2 separate regions of the Zea mays genome follow, and region 2 is linked to region 1. Evidence: chromatin contacts called from public Hi-C data. All regions are on one chromosome and are shown on one strand. Each heading gives the region's core, a stretch centred on a gene start, on an enhancer-like site or on the middle of the called end of the contact. The rest is flanking DNA. Distances are from core to core; before and after follow the strand shown.

Region 1 (5,238 bases), core at 1,941-4,440:
TTGGTATGCAAGACTTAGTACTAAACTTGTTCGACTTGGTTTTGTTGCTTCAAAGGAAGATATCTCCTTTATTTATAGTAAGGGTGGGGGCACTATCTATCTATTGATCTGCGTTGATAATATTGTGGTGGCTAGCTCGTCTAATGATGTCATGAAAGCAAAGTTAGCAGACTTGCAAGCTGAGTTTGATCTCAAGGATCTAGGAGTGTCGCATTATTTTCTAGGAATAAAGGTAGAACAAATTAATGAAGGAATTCTATTAAATCAGAGAAAGTATTCTACAAGAATCATATAGAAAGGAGACATAGAAAATTGTAAATCAATGAGCACTCCACTTTCTGTCTCTAAGAAATTTTAAGCATACAGTGGTATTCCTCTTGATAATAAGAAGCAACAAGATATATAAATGTTGTAGGTGCACTATAATATCTAACCCTTACAAGCCTGTTTGGTTCGCGGTTAAATCTGCCACACTTTGCCTAAGGTTAGTCGTCCGAATTGAATAACTAACCTTAGGCAGAAAAGTTAGGCAAAGTGTGGCAATTTATGTAGGGAACCAAACATGCCCATATATATCTTACATTTTTGGTGATCAAGGTTTGCTAATACCTACATGTGCCAACAACTAAACACATGGTCACTGCTAAAAGAGTATATATATATATAAGGAACTATTGGTGTAAAAATCATGTTTGTAAGAACATTTTTTGATGTAGATTGAGCTAGTTGTATTGATGATAGAAGGTCAATATGAGGTTTTGCCATCTATTGTCTTGTCGAGAATCTAGTTTCCAAGAGTGCTAAGAAGTAGTTGACAATGTTTTGATCTAGCACTAAGGTGGGGTGCAAATAGTTAGCAAATGTTGCCATAGAAGTAATTAGGGTAGAAACAATTATAAAGGAACGTGGAATAGTTCAACATGAAGTATCGAGTTTGTGGTATGACAACTTAGGTGTGACCTACATGTCATACAATCTGAATTTTCACTCTCATACTAAGCACATTGAGATTGACTATCATTTTGTGCAAGAGAGTAGCCAACAAGTTGTTACAAATCAAGATAGTTTCATCAAGAGACCAGATAGCTGCTAGCTTTACAAAGTGTTACAAGTAAGAAGATTAAGAAAATTTTAGTACAACCTCGGCATGGGTAATTCTGACCGAGGGGAAGTGTTAGAAGGAGTAACATAGTTTGTTAGAAATCAATCTTGGTTTGACTGTAGTCTATCTCTAACAGAGTTGTAAACGACCAAGACATTATCTATGATAGAGTTGTAAATGTCCAAGATTTTTACATAGATTTTTAACTATGATAGCCTTTTTATCTAGAAACGAATTTTCCAACTCCATCACAGATTTTTACATATGATATTCTCTATTACGAAGAAAACCACTTACATATCTCAATATCATAAAATTGCACTCGATATTATAGGATTATATCTCTAAATGCAAGAAGATGGTATTTTTAGCTATACAAAAACATAGTACAATGCTAGGAAATCATTCTATTTCTTAATCAAAATAATAATTACCTCATTTATCTAGGTGGCATACAATACATGTGTGTATAAGCGTATTATCTTTGTGAGAATTTTTTTTAGAATAACAATAAACATTTCCCTTTCATTTTTAAAAGAGGACCTCCCCATTTCTATTATATTCATAACAGGAAATACAACTAAGTTTTGGATGTACCCGCCAACATAGACAGATACATCAGAGACTTATGGCAAATCATAGAAACTAGACGAGGATAACATTTTTCCCAGTGGCATTCACCTGATTCAGGTTTACCCACCAGAACATGGACCTTCCCAATCACATACAAAGTTTAAGTTGGAGAACCAATCATCAGACACAAAGTTTGAACTAAAACTCATTCAACACCATGACAAAGTGCGCCGAGTAACATCTATCCAATCGATACATGTAGCCTACCGAAAATGGTGCCGCCATTGAATCACTCGTCCTGTGTTGGATTACCATCATCATCATCAGTGTTGACAACACCTTCAATCAGATTATCCACTTTTGCATTTGCAACATGAACCAACAACCTAGCTCCCTCTTGAAGCAAATCCTGAAGCTCTTTCTTGCTTAATCCTGTCCAGTAAGTGATCAATGAACAAGCGGGTCAAATAATATCATTAGGTGAATTAATCAATACATTTTCAAAACACATTCTATTCCTTGCTTCCCAGATGTCTCAACATATGGCTGATACACCAACAGATACGAACATGTACATATGGCATATTTTTTCCAAGACACAACCAATAATGATCAATATTCATAGATATATATTTTGACTTGATGCAATTAGATACCTTTCCCAGATCACTCTATCAGTGAAAAATAGATTCCTAGCACGAACAACAATATGACCATTTCCCTATAATGAAACATGAAGCGTCAATTTAGAAAAAGAACTTGTTATTTTCTCATTTTCACTCACAAGCTTAGGCCCCATTTGGGATGCGGGGTTTCTCCGGTTTTCAGTGTTTTTACTGTGAAAATAAAATGATTCTTATAAAATTTCTGTATGTTTTCTCAGAAATTCCTGCATTCCAAAGAAGGTTTTAGACCGAGTTTGTTAACTATAGATTCTGGTGATCAGACGAATTTTATGTGATATAGATCCAAACGTTCTATTTTATCTGTCTTGGATAATGTGCCTTAAGAAAGATTATAATTATTAATCTTCTCTCAAATGTTCTTGGATAGAGTGCCCTGTTCAAATTCTAAAAAACGGCCGGCCCTATTCACGTGTTTATTATGCTCTTCAGCCTGCTCCATATGGCGGTAATCGTTGTCTCCTTTCCTCCTGCCCCCGCCAGAAGATCACGCCGTTCGTGGACCGGTCGCGGCGCCGGGCGCCCGCTCCGCCGCGCTATCCTGCCCTTGCGATATTTGCGTGCGCCGAGACCACGTCAGCCAACCAGATAACGACGTCACTGTCACTGTGGGGGCCCGCAATGTGCTGCTTCCGCTTTTTCGTTTCGCCCCGCGCCGCCACTATACCCGTTCACACACCGTATATACGTCGGGTGGGACCTGCGTAAAAATCCATGTCCGGGCCCAATGCCAGTGATCGATTTGCGATGGACGAGTCGATGGCCGGGTGCGAAGTGTCGGGCAGTAATGTATACTATAGTATATAGGTTCATTTCCCCTACCACACATCGAACTGTGTGCGCGGTCGGTCGCTTCCCTTCCCTTTTGTCCGCGATCTGGGCTGGCCCTCGTGGCCTCGTCCCGTCTCCGATTCCGGCGTCCGAACCAGGTGAGCGACCTCTCCAGTCTCCCACCCCCCGTCTCAACTACTTCTTCGCACGCGCCGAATTGTAGAGGCCTAGAGGGGCGGAATCTGACGCGAGTTTCATTGGATTCGGTGCAGATTCGCCCGGGCCTTCGTGCCAGCGATGAAGGAGAAGCGTGGGCTCGAGGACGCCGGCGGGGGCGCCGGCGACGGACGTCCTGATGCCAAGAGGTCGCGGCCTCCGGCACTGGCCAGGTGAGGAATTCTCGGGGTTCCGCTTTTGTGCGTGTTTAGCTTCGTGATGTGCTTTCTGTTTGACAAGCTGTGGAATTAGTTGCACGAATGGGGAAAACGCCGAACGCTATTGGGAGCTTTGTGACTTCAGTATTATATACTATTCGGAAATTTGGGCCTGGATTACGTTTCAGCTTATCTGTTGTGGTAGTGAGTACCTGTGGAAATGGTCCCGTTTGTTTTTTTTCGTGTTTCCTTTGTCTTGGGTGAGCTGAACTCGAGCTGATATCATCTTCAGTAGCTACCGGTGACTGGTCTGTGCTAACATCAACGTTTAAGCTAGGGTTTGGTGTAGGTTGTTGGAGAATTGGCTGGAATGATGGCAAACTGGTTGGCTGGACCGTAGAATTTGGAAGAAATATTGATCTTGGTGTTAGTTTTTTTATGTAACAGTCTCAACTCATGAAAGCATGTACCCTAGCATGGAATATTCATAGTGCCACCTTGTCCAAAATGGAAAGTATTTGTACCGTTAACATCGACCTAATGTTCCGTTAGTTGGACACGAGTAATAATGCTTTGGCCGTTGGGGTTTCGGTAAATCAGGTAATGCCCCTGTTTATTTCAAAGTTGAAGTAACCGCTGTCGAATGTGTGTTACCAGATAAGCAAAGGAATCGAGCCCAGCTTGGTTCGTTAAGGGTGTAGTTCAGTGGCTGCATGCTCAGCCCACTCAAGTTCAATTCGACAATTCCTTTTCAATACAGATTTGGGTACCTGTTTAAAGTCACTTAATTTCTCCAAGTTTGGTCTACGTTTCTAGGAGTATCTAAAGATCTCAAGTGAAATTAGAGCATGGTAGCCTATGCAAACATACAGTGTTGATGGATATGAGTCTAGATTGATTCAGGGACACATGAATTATTGTAAAGCCGTAAGTAGGAATAGAGTTATCAATCTAATAACCAGTGTTATAATTCAGTTGCATATACGATATACCTGTATTCTCTTTGCAAATGCACGTTATGAACATGTACCGTTCTCATGTTTTTGAGACTTGCTGAATCACCTACTAATAGGTTTAGTGAATACCTTTGTTGTTTGGATTTGAGTTCGAATTCAGATTGCCACACAATCAGATTAAGAAAATATAGTTGTTGCACATTTTCTTCTGATAGCACAAAGAACCGAATTTCATTACTTCACATCAACAATGTTACATCAAGTTTAAGAGGTACAACTACGCAGCTAGCAACTAAACAAGAAAAATACCAACACACCTTAGCACAAAGGGCTTAATACGCGGCATGCCCAATCCTGAAACGTTCAAAACACCTCTGAACTATTATAAAACGCCAAAAACAGCTCCAACACCAATGAATCATAACATGAAAATGCTACAGGCACGTTCCATGTCCCCTCAGAAGGAAAACACAGCTCACAGGCGTTACTGATCATTGTTGGCCACCGTTTTAAGTAGTGATTCCTTCACGCACATCCAATCTTCCTTCCATAGTTGCTGCACTTGTATGTATAAAGATTTTGTGTTGCTGACAGAATTGGCTCTCTTGCTTGTTTGGCGTTTTATTTTAACGTATTAATAACAAAATAATGACCTATCACATTCTAGTTGTAAATAATCTCTCTATCTACCCTGCAGTGTTATTGTTGAAGCTTTAAAGATGGATAGTCTGCAGAGGCTCTGCTCATCACTGGAACCAATTCTTCGTAGAGTAGTAAGA
Region 2 (5,238 bases), core at 1,315-3,814, 190 kb after region 1:
GGCCTAGTTTGATCAAATACAATCGAAGATCCCAGTTCTAAAAAGCTCACAACAATTTAGGTTTTAAAGAAACCCTAGCCTCCTTCAGATGTAACTTCGTCAACAAGACCACAGTACTTTCTAAGTCTAAGTAACGGTAGTTGGAGAGTAGGGCAGCACGATGACACGATGTATGCAAGCTTTTCCAAGTATTATATCTACCTTTATTACAAAACAACGTTACTTGATATAAGCTTGAAAGAAGGGAACAATAAACATTACCTGATCAGAATCTCTCCCAGGTTTCCAGAGAATTGACCATCAATGTACTCCTCAGTGTTGGCAAGCTGCACGCAGTAGAAAAAAAAGAGGCAGCAATGAATTTTGTATGTCATTCAGTACCCAATAGATGATTAGCTATTCATCTCACGCATTCAATACACCACCACCCTTATAGTATGACAGCCAAACTGCCAAATTAGTACCTGGAGATTCATATATGAGTCCACAGAAGCAAGATAACCTGGGAATGTATAATAATTTTCAGTTTGATAAAGAGCAGCGGCAGTATTTGGAAAACAAAATGTTCTGGTTTAAACTGAACAAAAAGGAGATAACTTACCCTTGTACTCCATACCCCACTTGAGTTTGACAATAACAGGCTTTCCTGTCAGGTTGTTCAGAAAAGGTTTTGGGTTAACTGGAACGGTCTGCACAAAACGAGAGCTGATAAGTGAGTATATACCGTAAGACCATACTTTATTATGGATTGCAAACATACATAACAAGACTCATTTCATTCTTTGGATCTCTGTAGCTTATTATTACTGAAGTCCATTGGTCAACTAGATGATAACTTTCTGCCATCAATTGGAAAGGAAGGACAGACCCAGTAGGGTTTGGGTAAGGAATAACCGAGGCAAGCCTTACCCCAGCATTTTGCAGTGAGACAAAGCTTCTCAATTGGAAAGGAAGGCATTTACAAATTACAATAGTATGGTGCATAAAGAGCATCACAAAGATATGACATGCATAACACGATGCACACAGTGGCTCAATGTTTAACTGAAAATAGACCAATAATACAGCACATATTAAGCATCAAGATGTATAAGCAGGTCCACATTTTAAATCTCATGATCTATGTCACCTTGGAAAGAGACAGTGAGACCCATAATTTAGAACAAACGCAGTTGTCCGATTATCTAGTCAAGTATTTCACTGTAAATTAGATTTAACCTGCAACTTTAGCAATTCAATATAATAACAAGACTGGGAATCAAGCTTAACAGCTTATGCCCTGCTTAGCTCATTACAATTTGATGCTTTTTCATGTGATGTTGAGATCACAAGCAATTTTAGAACCGGAATGCAAAATTACCTTTGGATTAAGTTAGCAGAAACAACTGCAGCTATTATATGATACTTCAGTGGTACTGGTAAAGGTGAAACCACTGGCCTGAACTTCTGATAGGTATGACTGAGATCAGAAGCAGTGACATCCATAAAAAGAGACAGAAAGGCCTGTCATGTTTCCACATCCGGTTTTTGGCTACTCAGATATAAAATTTGGTAGTCACTCCCCCAAAAAAAGTTCAGTCCAAGCATGCCCTAACATTAAGGGGGTGTTTGGTTCCACCCAACTAAAGTTTACTCCCTGTCACACCGAATGTTTGTATGATAATTACGAGTATTAAATATAATCTAATTATAAAACTCATTACATAGATGAAGACTAAAAGACGAGACGAATTTATTAAACCTAATTAAGCCTATTACTCATAATTGATATTTCATGTGACACGAACTAAACTTCAGTCAAGGGAACCAAACAACCTCTGAGGGCTAGTTTGGTGACCAGGGAATTAGAGGCATCCATGGGAGAGGAAACCCCTTCCTATTCAATTTTGAATAGAAAAAGAAAATTCCATGTCAATAAAATCGCACAGCTGATTCCCTTCAAATATACACTGATAAGCCTTCAAAATTACTCTTCCATAATTTCCCCTCTTCCCAGTCGCACAGCTGATTCCATCAAATGTACCAAAATCGGTGTCTACTCCAGTCGCACACCTCACCTAGCTGGAATTCAACCTAGGTGTCTCAACTTTGAACGCCCTCCCTACTACTACAGCAGAAACCCCTCGACGGGGCAGTTGGCCGCGCTCACCCGCCTCCCGCCTCCCGCCGCTTGCTCGTGTCCGGTGTCCCCGCGGCTCCGCCGGTCCCAATCCGGCCTACCTACCAAAGATTCTCCTAGTACCGGAAGTGGTGAGCTTTGGGGTGCAGCACCAACTTGCCGTCGCTTGAAATTTTAGTCGATTTAAGGCGCTTGACAGATAGGAAGCGTGGAAAATAAAAGAACAGACGACGACGCAAAATCACACAAGAGCTGCGAACGGGTCTGTTTGTAAATCGCCTGAAGAGGGGCATTCCGGTGGAAGTCAGAATAGCTTACCGCCATTTGTTTTGAAGAATAGAGCAGTTCTTGTCGTCGCTCGTCGGCGCGGTTCGAGCAGAGGGAGAAAACGCCGCGAATGCCGCGAGGACGAAACGGGAGTAGCTGGCGCGGCGGTCGGGGTTAGGGTTCGGGATAGCCCAAGCGGTGTTTAGGGGGGCGGACTCTCAGAGATCAGAAACGAACCACCACCAGGAAAGTGGTTTGGCCTTTTAGGCCTCAGCCCGTTAGCAACTTTATGGGTCTTAGTGTCGATAAGTATTCTGATTTTTTTTTTATTTTAACATCGTCAAAAGGAACTCATAAATAAGACATTATCCCCATTGACGAGAGGAGTACATTTTGGGACGAAAATAAAATTTCCTACAAAGTAAATTTATATTTTTTTAAAAAAAATGGACTTATATTGTTCCTTTATCCTAGAAAAATATGTAATAATACCTATAAAAGCAACTCCAAAAGTCTTTTTATATCTTTTTGGTTGATAAGAATTGAGATTATGGTGAGAAAAAAATCCTCCTACGATATTCTAAATTAGATCTCTAAATGTTATCACTAGCTATCTAGCTAGCTAAACAGAGAAAACAAGACTGTCCATTCAAAATGCACTAGCAAAGTGTATGTATGTTGTTATGATTCCATTTGTAAGTATAGAATATAAAACACAAAGACATGTGCAATATTGGCTAGATGGGTGTCAACATGGGTTTAGAGCTAGCAACCATGATTCTGAATCTCATTTGTGCATAATTTAAGTTTTTTACCATTTAATGTGGAGGAGCACGACGACCGTGAAAACTGTTGCTTTATATAGTATACAGATTTAAGATACAAATGGTGTTTTTTATTTAAACGACACTCTAAATAAGGAGGAATTCAATATTACAATATTATGTCAACGTTCGAGAAAGGTCATAGCTTGCTAATACGTATTTTAAAGATCTCGGTATAAAAGACTATAGGGTCAGGACCACCACCCCTAGGGCCTCAGGGACCTCTTTTATTGCTGGCAAGGGATGAATGCAACCATGATCAAATATACTATAAGGTCATGTGTAGGTGTTTCGAACCTCGCTCCGACAAGTAAATATATTGTGTGTGTTCCGGACTCTAGAGAGTGTGTGTGGTGGGCGCAAGATTTATACTGGTTTGTATAGAACATCCCTACTTCCAATCATCGACGGCTTGCGCTACAGGCACCATTGATGATCAAAACTCACAATAGGAGTTACAGGTGGGCAAGAGAGGGAGGAGAGGCTCACAAGTCTCTTTATCGGGGGGTGAAAGTGGAGCTTAGAAGTTACATAATGGAGTCGTAGCTAAGTCTTGCCTTGTCGGCTGGACTCCGGTCTCCTGGTCCTCGTCGTCGCTCCTCCTCCTATTCGTCTGTCCATCTGGGGTTCGTTCTTGTGAGTGCATGTCCAAGTGAACTCGACTTCGTCTCCTCGTCCCCTTGCCTAGGGCCAACCCTTCCCTTTTATAGGGTGGGAGAGGGGTTGGCAAGCGGTAGCTTCCTTGGGAAGCTGTAAGACAAGGGTAAAACCAAGCATTTTTTACCGGGGTATAGCCATGTGTACTAGTGGCTCAGGTCCACCTAGTTGTCTCGTATTTACTATGGCGAACGACACGGACTGCATGGGCCCCTGGTGCCATCATTTAGGCTATAGCGATCCTTGACCTTCGTAGTCTGGAGCTCGACATAGTTCGTCGTGTTGTGCCCTGCCAGTGGTTTGTGCACTCATAGCTAGCCCGATAGGTCATGAGTGTGTCACAGGCCGAGGGTGCATAGACCATAAATGCACCGTAGTCTGGAGGGTTCATAGGCCATGAGTGATATGCGACCCAAGGGGTTTGTAGGTCATGAGTGAGAAGTGGACCGGCGCCCGCGCTGTGGCTTGGTGCCAGGCCTAGGTAATGCGGTGGGGTATTTACGACGAGTCAATCCGGGGCCGGGTGTGGGATCCACTCGAGTGGTTTTCCTCCGACGCGTCTAGCCTCCCCTGTCAGGTTACGCCACGCCCGACCTCGGGCTCGGTGTCGCGGGGTTCGACCGAGGTCAGATTCTTTTAGGGTTGACGTATTTGTCTCCTCCAACTGACCAACGGGCCCCAGCGACCATGGGCTTTTCCCTAGCGCGCTCTCTAACCATCGGGTCTAGGACCCGGGGATCATTTCTCCGACACCGTGCTTAACAGAGCGTGCATATAGCTATACAAAATATTGTTTTGTACTGTAGAATGCACTGTTTATATAGTAGATTTTGAAATATGAAGTGTGATATGAGGTTTGTTGAAGACAGCCTAACGTAGACACATTTTCACAGTCACTTCCGTTTCCGTTCAATACAAGTTGCTCAGCGGTTGTTCTTTTGCACACGTCACGCCCGTAAGAGAGAGGTGCCACTCGCTGTCAATGTTTTGGTTGAGCCTCCCGGAGAAACATTTGCCCCCGTTTGTTTCGACTTTTCGCAGCTTCTAGCCACAAAAAGCTGCTGCGGACTGCTAAACACTCAGCTTTTCAACCAGCTTCTATAAAATTCGTTTGGGTAAAATCCATTCAAAATTAATATAAACATATAATCGGTTGAGTCGTCACAATAGTAGTAATCCGTCATTTTATAGATCCTGAGCTCCATGGACAACTTTATTTTTCTCCGCACGTAATCTTAATGATACTCAGATTCTCTACACAGCCAGATTCTCCCCACAACTAGATTCTCGGAAAAGCTGGTCAGAAAAAAGCCGAACCAAACAGGCCTAAAATGCTCCCCAACGCTATGCGGTCCAAACACAACAAGACAC

The links. Hi-C and Micro-C count contacts between places; a contact is called where the count stands out from the background.
Region 2: a Hi-C map of bundle sheath shows a contact between it and region 1, with 2.2 times the contacts expected there. The contact joins the promoter of LOC100285502 here to the promoter of LOC100283672 in region 1. A contact is called at or near these places in 4 of 25 Hi-C or Micro-C datasets (bundle sheath, endosperm, leaf and 1 more).

Annotation. Positions count from the first base shown.
Region 1 is chr5:91,538,297-91,543,534 of Zm-B73-REFERENCE-NAM-5.0, reverse strand. It overlaps LOC100283672 (calmodulin binding protein), which reads left to right and starts at 3,190. Exons shown (of 9, transcript NM_001156573.3): 1 at 3,190-3,287; 2 at 3,402-3,518; 3 at 5,157-5,232. The coding sequence starts at 3,427.
Region 2 is chr5:91,346,808-91,352,045 of Zm-B73-REFERENCE-NAM-5.0, reverse strand. LOC100285502 (small nuclear ribonucleoprotein F) reads right to left here and starts at 2,564. Exons shown (of 5, transcript NM_001370715.1): 1 at 2,438-2,564; 2 at 602-689; 3 at 465-502; 4 at 262-326. The coding sequence starts at 2,443.